3 separate regions of the Zea mays genome follow, and all the other regions are linked to region 1. Evidence: chromatin contacts called from public Hi-C data. All regions are on one chromosome and are shown on one strand. The core of a region is the stretch at or near the end of the contact, and the rest is flanking DNA. Distances in the headings are between cores, read along the strand shown.

What was found. Hi-C and Micro-C count contacts between places; a contact is called where the count stands out from the background.
Region 2: a contact with region 1 is called in a Hi-C map of ear, with 5 times the contacts expected there. The contact joins the promoter of LOC100502086 here to the promoter of LOC100304348 in region 1. A contact is called at or near these places in 10 of 25 Hi-C or Micro-C datasets (bundle sheath, ear, endosperm and 4 more).
Region 3: a contact with region 1 is called in a Hi-C map of tassel, with 2.9 times the contacts expected there. The contact joins the promoter of LOC542140 here to the promoter of LOC100304348 in region 1. A contact is called at or near these places in 5 of 25 Hi-C or Micro-C datasets (ear, endosperm, leaf and 1 more).

The regions. Positions count from the first base shown.
Region 1 is chr1:283,333,780-283,337,271 of Zm-B73-REFERENCE-NAM-5.0, forward strand. LOC100304348 reads left to right here and starts at 1,877. Exons shown (of 1, transcript NM_001165786.1): 1 at 1,877-3,061. The coding sequence starts at 2,249. The coding sequence ends at 2,704. It overlaps LOC103644012 (kinesin-like protein KIN-12G), which reads left to right. Exons shown (of 21, transcript NM_001351696.1): 21 at 1-1,144. The coding sequence ends at 691.
Region 2 is chr1:283,083,060-283,086,551 of Zm-B73-REFERENCE-NAM-5.0, forward strand. LOC100502086 reads right to left here and starts at 1,990. Exons shown (of 3, transcript NM_001175446.2): 1 at 1,530-1,990; 2 at 227-496; 3 at 1-123. The coding sequence starts at 1,923. It overlaps LOC103644011 (inosine-5'-monophosphate dehydrogenase), which reads right to left. Exons shown (of 4, transcript NM_001353088.1): 4 at 3,485-3,492.
Region 3 is chr1:283,476,453-283,479,944 of Zm-B73-REFERENCE-NAM-5.0, forward strand. LOC542140 (oligopeptide transporter 3) reads right to left here and starts at 1,733. Exons shown (of 6, transcript NM_001305852.1): 1 at 983-1,733. The coding sequence starts at 1,498.

The DNA.
Region 1 (3,492 bases), core at 627-3,126:
CAAAATTGATGGCCTTAAAGCGAAACTTCGCGCTCATGAAGCTCAAAGAAAGGAGGAAGAAAAGGTCCTGTTTGCTATTGATAACCTGGATACTTCCACTACACTAATGCATAAACCCAAGAACTATGGCAAGGCAACCGACCTGCTGAAATCTGAGGAGGATCGGATGAAGCTTCTGTGTGAACTACAGAAGGCCCGCGAACAGCGCTCCATGGTACATAAGGAAATAAGAAGCATGAATGAGTGTGATTATATTGATCGTGAGATTGGAGTCCTTGAAGCAGAAATAGAGGATTCCTGCATCTCCATACTGGAAACTGACATTGAGAAGTTTGTCCGTGACAACACTTTAGCAGAGATTTGGGAGGGTAGCGCAAAGGATCTGGAGGCATTGCTGGTCGATTACCAAGACTGTGTTTTCCAAGTCAACTTGAAGGAGGAAGAGATCAAGGTGTGCAGTGAGTCCTTGCAGTATCAAGCCAGGGACATGGATAAACTTCAGTCGAAGCTGAACCAAGCGATCCGGGAGCTGGGTGAGCTTCTGCAAGATAGAAGAAGCCTAACCGCTTGCAGTCTGGATGAACCCACGCTGCCCGTTGGTGAAAAGGTGGCAGCAGACCTTGAGGCCGTCCGGATTCATGTCGATGAAGCTAAGCAGCTTTTGATTCTCGACAACCAAGCTAATTCATGAACCTGCGCAGCTAGTTTCAGGTCCCTTATAAAGATGCGACGAGTGACAGGCTAGTCTGTCTTGGCTTCTGCTGTTCAGATCCTTAGTACGTAGTAGCAAGACATCAGAGATGGGAAGCTGCGGAATTTGCTTCATTAGTTGGAAGCTATCTGAAGCCGAATCTGCTGATTCTTTTTTCCGTGGATCAGCTACCTTCTTCTGGTGGTCTTGCTTCGAGTCAAAACAACAGGTCCTGCAAGCCACTGTTCCGGATCCGATTTCTCCTCTGGTGTACACTTCAAGATGGAGCGGAGAAACTGATCCGACTTAGGCTTGACCTTTTGCTTCTGTAACTCTCCAGAGACTGGTAGCAACTAGCAACCAGTGGGTGGACTTGTATCACAACTTAATCTGAGCCAGGTGTCTTATTTTATTTATGCTATAAGTGCACAAATGCTGCACTCCAGTTTCTTGTAGAAATTTTCGGGCTGATCTTGAATTTTACCTGCTGAAGAGTTTCCGTGTTCTGCTGCTGTACTGTAAACAGGTGTGCCAGGTTTGTAGGGGGACCCCCTGGATTCTGTGGTCTGTTGTTTTTTCATTCGACTGATTTTCTGTTTGCGCAGTATGGACTCCTCTGGAAGCTTCATCGGCTCTTGTCCCGTTGCTTATTTTGATCCTTGTCCTTTCTCCCGTTCCTCCAAACGCCTCTATGGTCAGCAGCCGAAGAAGAGGAAGAACAAACAGCGATGTCCAGCTGGCATTTGCCATTATCTTAAGCGCGACAACCAAGTGGCGCAACCCTGTAGCCTCCCCAGCTCTACACCGTGGACCACAACCAACGCCGTTTGACCCAATCAATGAAAATTAGTAAACCACGCACGAAACAAGACGGATACCAACTTCCGAACAACGAGCGCTTAGCGGCAAAGCGTGCGGCCGTCACCGTCAGATTCGCGATTCGACGTCGTCCATCATCAGAATCACCAGGCCGCGTGCGCTCGTGCTGAGCCGGAGCCAGCGCGCGGCCGACTCGGACTCCACCCGTCCGCGGTGGGCACGCGACGGCTCCTTCGGCTGTCTCCATCGCGTCCCGCGTGGCGTCGCCCGCGTTCCCACGTCACAAAACCCGCCGCGTCTTGACAAATTTGTGCATAAATGTTTCGTGTGTTTTGCAGTCTTGCGGTCACCATCCGGCGAACGGGAGCGATAAATACGTCACGGGCGGAGGAAAATTGGGGATTGATTTTTTTTCCCCTCTCTTTCCCGGCGGGGAGGCGCGGAGCAGCCGCGACCGCGAGAAAGAAAAGGAAGCCGACGCCACGCACGCCATCGCCGCCTCTATCCTCGTCCTCTCCCTCCCCCTCTCTCTCTCCCTGCTCCACCTCCACCAACCAATACACACCTCCCTCTCTAAATACCACTCCGTCCGAGAGCACAAAGCAGGGTATCTTCCTTTTAAAAGAAATCTTGGCTGGGTGTTGACGCACGCAGCCGGCGGCAACCTGTGCGGGGAGCGCCAAGGGCTCCAGGAAAGAATCGGCGGCGGGCTCGCGATCGGGAAGGGGAGCGGGGCGCATGCGCGAGCACTGGCACGGCGACGGCGACGGCGACGGCGAGGACGAGCATGAGCCCCAGCCGGGGTGCGGGGAGGGCGCGGGGCAGGCGGCGGCGAACTGCGCGGCGGTGTGCTGCTGCTGCCCGCTGGCGCTGCTCGACGTGCTGCTGCTCGTCACCGTCCGGCTCCCCGCGGGCGTCATGCGGCGGGTGAGGAGGAGGCGCCGGCGCCGCCGCGGCCACGGAGGTGCCGGAGCCAACCGGAAGAGGCCGGCGCCCGCGTCGCCTTCGGGAAGCAGCGGCAAGGCGATGATCGGAGCGGCGACGCTAGACATCGACGAGGAGGCGCGCGGCGAGGTGGAGTCGGCGGCGGCGGCGGAGCTGGAGCGCGAGATCATGAGCTCGCACTTCTACGGCGCCGGCTTCTGGCGCAGCGTCTCCTCCAACTCCAGCTCCTCGTCCAGGCGCTACCAATAGATGCGCGTTCTGGCGTAAATAGTGAGCACTCGGTCGCTACTAAACTACCCACGATTACTCCATCTGTTCTTGGAGTCTCCTCCAACTGCCAGTCAGCGCAGCATGCATGGCAAAAGGAGCAGCAGCCTTCGGCATCGTGCAAGTGCACTTATTCTGAATGGACACGTGCGAAACTGGCACGTGCGGGTTGCATCATTGTACTGCTACGCCATTGTCTCGAGCATGGACCACGCCAGCAGCTGCAGCTTGGGATGGAGAAGCGAAAGGGGTCAGTGATTGTGCTTAGGTTTTTCATCTCTCTCCTAATCTTTTTTGTGTAACTGGAGCAGGAAATGCTGAAACCTCAAGCTTCTGTCCAAACGATGTACTCCTATTTAGTATTATTGATTGATTGAGAGGCCGATCGATAACAAATGAACAAATAGAACACTGTTCATGACGCAGTGCTTTTTTTCTCCTGCGTCACTGCGTGCTTTTGCGTGTGTGCACGAGCTAAATCCAGATCGAGTTCATTTCTATTTATTTTTAGACTAAAATTAATTAAAAATTCTAATTTGTTAAAATAACATTTAGATCATAACCTATTATAACCTCTACCGGCGGACTCCTTCATTCGATCGGCGCCGTTGCAGAGGATCCCTCCATGACACCTTCGCTTATAGAGGAAATACTATTTGACCAAAAGCTAAGGCGGCCTTCGATAGCTATCTTTACTCATTCTTTATCTTATCTTATATTTCAAACTTCACTTAACAATTAGTGTAATCTACAATTCAATTTTCAATTTT
Region 2 (3,492 bases), core at 740-3,239, 250 kb before region 1:
GGCGAGGGAACGGGATCAGGTTCACGGCAAGCTTGCGCAGGTCAGAGTTGAGCTGACCAGGGAACCTCAGGCAGCATGTCACGCCACTCATGGTGGCAGAGATAAGATGGTTCAGGTCGCCAACTGCAACGTTAGAACCCATTGTTTGTCAGTACCAACCTTTTCAATAGAATACAAACTACATTGTATCAGATTTCTAAACTGCTATTGGTGAGGATTAACTTACAGGTAGGGGTGGCGAGCTTTAGCGTGCGAAAGCATATGTCATACAGAGCTTCGTTGTCAAGCACCATACATTGATCAGCGTTCTCAACGAGTTGGTGAACAGAAAGTGTAGCATTGTAAGGCTCCACAACAGTGTCTGAGACCTTTGGTGATGGGAATACAGAGAAGGTCAACATCATTCTGTCTGGGTACTCCTCCCTGATCTTGGAAATGAGAAGGGTGCCCATGCCAGATCCAGTGCCTCCTCCCAAGGAATGGCAAACTTGAAAACCTATAAGTGAATCAAACGAGTCATTCAATTATCCACAAACAAAAACAGTATTTCCCAGCATGAAAAATATATATAATCAGGCCACATGGGATGGAAAGATACAGCAACACTTGAAGTCCCAAGATATCAGAATTGCGATGCATCCTATGTGGTCAGAGTTTGTTAACAACCAGCAACCATGTTACCACTGTTAAGTGATATTTTGAATTCAGTCAATTTCACATCATATCATACGCCACCATGCTCTGGTGGCCCACGAGCTGAGCTTGACATGCTACCAAATACTTCACTCGGGTACACATCAGAGTTTATAGCACAAAACACAACTATCATATAGAAATTAAATTTCAAGAGATATAAAGTTAGGCACTGCTATATCCACCATGGGTTCCATTTTGTCTGGTGTTGGCCAAAGAATTCGGTCCAGCTATGAAACAATATTTAATTTTATTTTTAAAAAAAACATGAGTTGAAGGCTGCCAGAGTGGAACTCCAAGCTAAAATATCCATCCTACCAACCGTTGATGTCAGTTCAGCTACTCAGGCCACAGAAAAAAGGTATAGGAGTTCAACACAAGAGTAGAGAGTACAATATACATGAAGAGTTGAAGACAGACTGATTGACTAGAAAACATCCACAGAGTTCCTCCATTGACCAGCAAACCACTACAGAGTTTCATCATGAAAGCGCCAATACGACCGCAAACAGACCAAACACGATAATTACAACAGATATGATATTTTTATGTTTAAGTGATCCGACGCAGACTGTACGATTGCTTAACCAGTAACGGAAATTACCCATCGCTGCTCCTCCATCATGCTAGGTACAAAAAAAAGCTAAATCCACAGCGACAAGCAATAATTTCAATATACGTACCACCATAACAACCTGTCTAGAAACCAATGCTTAACAATAACACGTGCCACTTGGCGAATTCAACAGCGCATAAGACAATCATGGTTAACTGAACAACGAATTCAACAACGCGAGAGATGGGGTTGGGCGGAGCAAATAAATGACAAAAAATACCCTGGAGGCAGTCGCAGTTCTCTGCCTCCTTGCGGACGACGTCGAGGACGGAGTCGATGAGCTCGGCGCCCTCGGTGTAGTGCCCCTTGGCCCAGTTGTTTCCGGCGCCGGACTGGCCGAAGACGAAGTTGTCGGGGCGGAAGATCTGGCCGAAGGGTCCGGAGCGCAGGGAGTCCATGGTCCCGGGCTCGAGGTCCATGAGGACGGCGCGCGGGACGAAGCGGCCGCCGCTGGCCTCATTGTAGTAGACGTTGACGCGCTCGAGCTGGAGGTCCGAGTCCCCCGCGTAGCGGCCCGTGGCGTCGATCCCGTGCTCGTCGCAGATCACCTCCCAGAACTTGGCCCCGATCTGGTTCCCGCACTGCCCGCCCTGGATGTGGAGGATCTCCCTCATGGCTGACGCCTGCCTGCCTGCCTGCTGGGGTCGGGCGCGGGCGGGGGAAGGAAGAAGACGGGGGCGGGAGCGGCGCACGGGTCTCGTCTACGTGAGGACGGATTTGAAATGCTGCTTTATGCTCTGTTGCCGTCTTGCCGAGGTGGGGCTTCGTTCGAGCTGGAGGTGCTGTGGACCTGGCCTTGTGCTGTGGCGGTTGGGGCCCAGCCCAGGTGGCTTGCCCATCTCTCCACCGTGCGTTTGTTGATCGGACGGCTACAGTGCCAGTTTCCTGGATTTTTTTTGGTTGGCGACTTTTGGGTCCAGGCTGGGCGTGGGCCCAAGCGATAGGCTGTCGTAACAAGACCGCGGACCCAAAAAGACAAACTTACCCGAGCTATAGTCTGTAGTGTTATCGTTTTCATTAGCTGTGTCTGTGTGATTATGGTTATGGCGGCTATTTATACAGCGGTTAGCGACGCATGGCCGGTAATCCCGGGATCGGTGGACCCTGCCTGTCAACAGACGCAGCTGTTGCTTAGAGAAATGACAAGGACCAAATACAGCTCAGAGTCAGGTAAGAAAGACAGAGACAGAGAGGGCTAGGCTAGCCGTGGCAGTGTGGCACCAATTAATAGCTGATTGGCTGGGGACGAACTGGATGAAAGTAAACACTAAAACTTTATCATGATGAGAGGAAAAAAACAATAGCTATTATTTGGTTGCCACGATTATACGACACCTAGGTTCAACGGTCTATTGTTGTTGATCGCCTAGACTGTTGTTGATGTAACGAGATTTTAACTGAAAATGTAGACGAGTAAAGTTTAATACTACCATGTTATCGGATACTCTCTCTCTGTCTATCTCGGTTTTCAAAGAGTTAGACTCTTTAAATTTTGATCAAATGTATATAATAAAATGTTAATGTTTATTGTATATAACTAGTGCCGATACATATATCAACGAACCTATTTTTATAATAAGCTTATTTGGAGATGCAAATGTTCTTTATATTTTCGACAATCTTAATCAAAACTTTAAAAAGTTTGATGTGAACAAGCACGAATACTATAGTGACTTTTTTTAGAAATACTAGTGAGAGAATGAAAACTTGAGTTAGTTGAGTGATCAAACATTCACAATGATGCGTTGATCCAATCATGGTTAACAGAACAGCGGGGAGACGTTTAACACTTCACTTGTTTATTTGACTGCTTGATGCTACAGGATTGTTATTATTACGCGAAACAGCCCTGCTCAGTAGTCAGTGTTCACGTGGATAAAAACTGCTACCGAAAAAGCAAAATTCCTGGAAAAAAGGGAGGCAAGGAGAAACACTAATAAGCATCAGTAAGACGATTAGTTGTAGCTTCCTACAATAATCACAGTGAAAGCCTGCTAAAATTTTGTCGGGTCTAAAGCAATTCAAATCTAAACCACGTTCGGATCACAGGCATTTTTGCTCAAAAACCTGCGTAGGACCAGCTGCAACTTAGAAAAATTGGCTCAACAAATTTGTTCAAGCAACCCACTTTACGAAAGCCTTTCAATTGTCAGTAACACACTAGCCAGGATGTCAACTTTAGA
Region 3 (3,492 bases), core at 483-2,982, 140 kb after region 1:
GCAGTGGCCATGCCAGCGACGGCCAAGTACTATATTGTTAGAATTTCACCAGTCAAACGCCATCTGTCTCTGCGCTCCATGCCTGCATCAGCATCTAACCTTTGCTTTTGGATTATTATATACTTAACTGAGGACAGTGAACAATAGTTAATTAACCCAACCAGTTTCTTTTGTCATGTACATTCCTCCACAAAGAATGTTTGTTTCAACTTATATTTCTTCATAAAAAATGTTTTCTCAGCTAGAGGCTAGAGCCAGCAACCAGACAGGGATTCTGAAGCTCCCCACCCCCACTACGAAATGTTGAAGACGCATGTGCGTGCAAACAAACAAAATCCTGCCAATTATTTGTCGGCCGTCCTAGCACGAGTACATACATGCATGGTCTCATCGTGACATCGGCGTGAGACTTTTCAGACCTCCTTTTCAGCTTTCTTCCCCGGGGGCCATGATTGGTGGTAACCAGGGAACAAATACGATATAGACTGCTCTGCGCATCTTGATGAGGAGGATGCATATGCTTATCAGCCGCACTTTTGATTCTAGTCTTCTAGACCAAGTGTGCACGTTACATTCGCGTGCCAAAGACGTGAATATGAAATGACGACACATATAGATTAGAGACGGGTCAATTCTAAGTGCTAGTGCCTGGTAACAGGTTAACAGCATTTAGTTCATCATTGAGACTGCTCAGGCTTTAAAAAAAATTGGTTTAATTCGTAGAGCAGGTTATTAAGCGCTCTAAAAGATCATGAAGATAAAGTTATAAACTTTTAGAAGGCATTTAGATACGTCATTTTATTTATTATTTAGATTAAAAATATTTTTTAAACCATTTGAATTTATATTTTTTGATACTAGAATCCGTGATCAGCAGCAGAACTGAAGAAACGAACGAAAACAATATAATTTGAGCTGCTGTACCCCTGGTTATTTTAAGCAGTAGTAACTAGCACGTAGTAGGACGGACCGACGGAGGTACCTGTGTGGTGAGGACGATGAGGAGGGCGCATGCGAAGCTGAGCGTCTGCTTGTAGTAGGCCTTCATGACGGTGATGGCGCCGATGGAGTAAGCGTCGCCGCCGCCGTAGGAGACGCCGCAGTTGGCGAAGATGGTGATGATGACGTGCTCCTTGACGTTGAAGGGCCCCGGGTTGAGGTTGAAGCTGCCGAGCCTGCCGCCGAGGATCCTGACCTCGCGGTCGGGCAGCACGGCGGCCAGGAAGCGGCCGGCGGGGAGCACGAGGATCTGCGCCAGGATCCCCGAGATGGTGAGCGGCTGGGTGCGGTACGTGAAGAAGGTGTTGAGGAAGATGAGGACGACGCAGGAGCCGAGCCCCAGCGCCCACGCCCGGAATGTCATCACGGGCATCGACGGGTCGTCCGTCTCCGGCACCACCAGCGCCACCTCCTCCACCGCGCACCGCTCCCCCTTCCCCTCCCCCGTCCCCGTCCCCGCCCGCTCCTCCGCCGCCACCGGCGACTTCCGCGACGCCATCGTCCCGGTCCCGGCCCCTCGCTCCTCCCGCCCACTGACTGGACCCTCTCCGCTACCCGCTAGTAGCTAGCTATCTATCTACCCACCCTCCCTCCACCGACTCGACCGGCCCGCCGGCCTCTGAAACCGACGCTTCGCTGCTGCCCGCCGCGCCGTGGACGGGAGCGGCGCCTTTTAGAGATTCTCGGCTCCTGGATGGTAGCGCTTGAACCCCTGCTCGCCCCTATTTATATTCCGTTGGCTGGCACTCCCGGCCCCGGAGCGGTGCTCGTGGCCTCGTGCACCACGGCACCCCTCCACCTCGTACGGGCCCGGGCGCCGGTGTGCATTCCCGTGGAGCTCGGGGCGGCGTACGTGCCGTGCCGTGCCGAGGGCTCTGGGGGAAACCGCATCGTGGGCGTCCACGGGTGGGATCGGGCGGGCGAGGGGGCGGCCACCTGGGCACCACGCACCCCGCGGGGCACGCGCCGGCGTCACCCCAGGCGCGCGGGGGCACGCGCGCGGCGCGCCGGGGCACATGATTTTTATCTAATCGCGCGCGGCTCACCGCTTTAACCGGTGATTGGCGCCAAATCGATCGTGCTTTGGAAAGCAGCCTCCCTCATCTGCAGGCTGCCGTGCAGTGCCCGCCTTTTAACCCTCTCCCTGCAATGTGCAAAGCTGATTTCATCCAGAGGGGGGCCCCTCTGGCCCTTCTGATGTGCATTGCACTTGCACCGCAGGACTTGACGAATTGTGTCATTGTGTGTGTGTGTGTGGCTTCCTTGCAGAGCTGACCAGAGCGCTATGTACTGCCACTGCAAGTGCATGGCCGCCGCGATTCCTACCCTTGTAGTGCTTGCTAGCTTTGTGACTTGTTTAATTAGCTTGTTCGTATGCTGTCGTGCCGGGCTACAGACATATAATAATATTAGTATTTGCTGAACACCTACTAGACTAGGACGCATGACATCAAGCAACGGTTTGTTGGTTGTTGGATAGAAAAACCGGAGAGGGAACCTTGGACGACCTCAGACGAGAGAATCCGGGTGCCGCCTTCACGGTGTCGAGTGCCGGGCTGGTTTGCTCATATATTCCCCATCCGGCGTTTTGCTTAAAAAAGCAATAGGCGACCAGCAAACCTCCCTGTCACGCACATATTCGTCATCCATCCACGCGCAACCGGTAGAAGGATTTTGTACTCCAGTGCAGCGATGTCGCCGGCGGCGGGGAGGGGAAGGGACTGGACCGCTGAAAACGAGCAAGTGGTGTGGCGGCGAGGCGCATGGGCAATGCAGAACCCTGCCCCGCCTGCGGAGAGGCGGAGGGCCGAGGCACAAGTGGGTGATGCGGAGAAGAAGGGCATCCGGTTCTGCGAGGACAGATGGGTGGTGGCCGTGCGTCGTGCCTGTTCTGCCCAGACGGCTGCCTGATCTGCTCGGATCTGCGGTCTGCCTGCCTGTGCGTACAACAGACAGGGCCAGTTGCCGCCGGCAGAGTGGCAGACAGCAGACTGCCATGCGTGCCCCGCGGCCGCGGAAGACCTGACCGCCCGTGCCGATCACTTTTTGCCTTTTGACATGGGGATCGATTAAATTCCTAGCCGAGCACGTGGAGTGACGAATGCTGCAGCATGTCACAGTTTCCTGATGAGGCCAAATTCAGATACTGGAGTTCAGCAGTCAGTCAGCACCGGTCTCCGGCGTCCTTTGCTTTTTTCTTACAAAAAAAAAGGTACGAAAGTCTCGCGTGAGATATTTCAATAAGAAGAAATCCATTTGTAACTAAAAAAATTGATACGTGTAGCAGATTATGGATATAGCCATACAAAATATCATTTTATACTGTATACCACACTATTTACATAGTAGAGTTTGAAATAAAAGATATGGTAAATAAGTCTGGTGGAGGACCAAGAGTGCGAGGACAAGTCAACTACACAAAATAGTTACGACTGTTTTTTTTCCATATATTGTTTTCTCCCATTTGTAGTTAGATAACTAAAAGGCCAATTG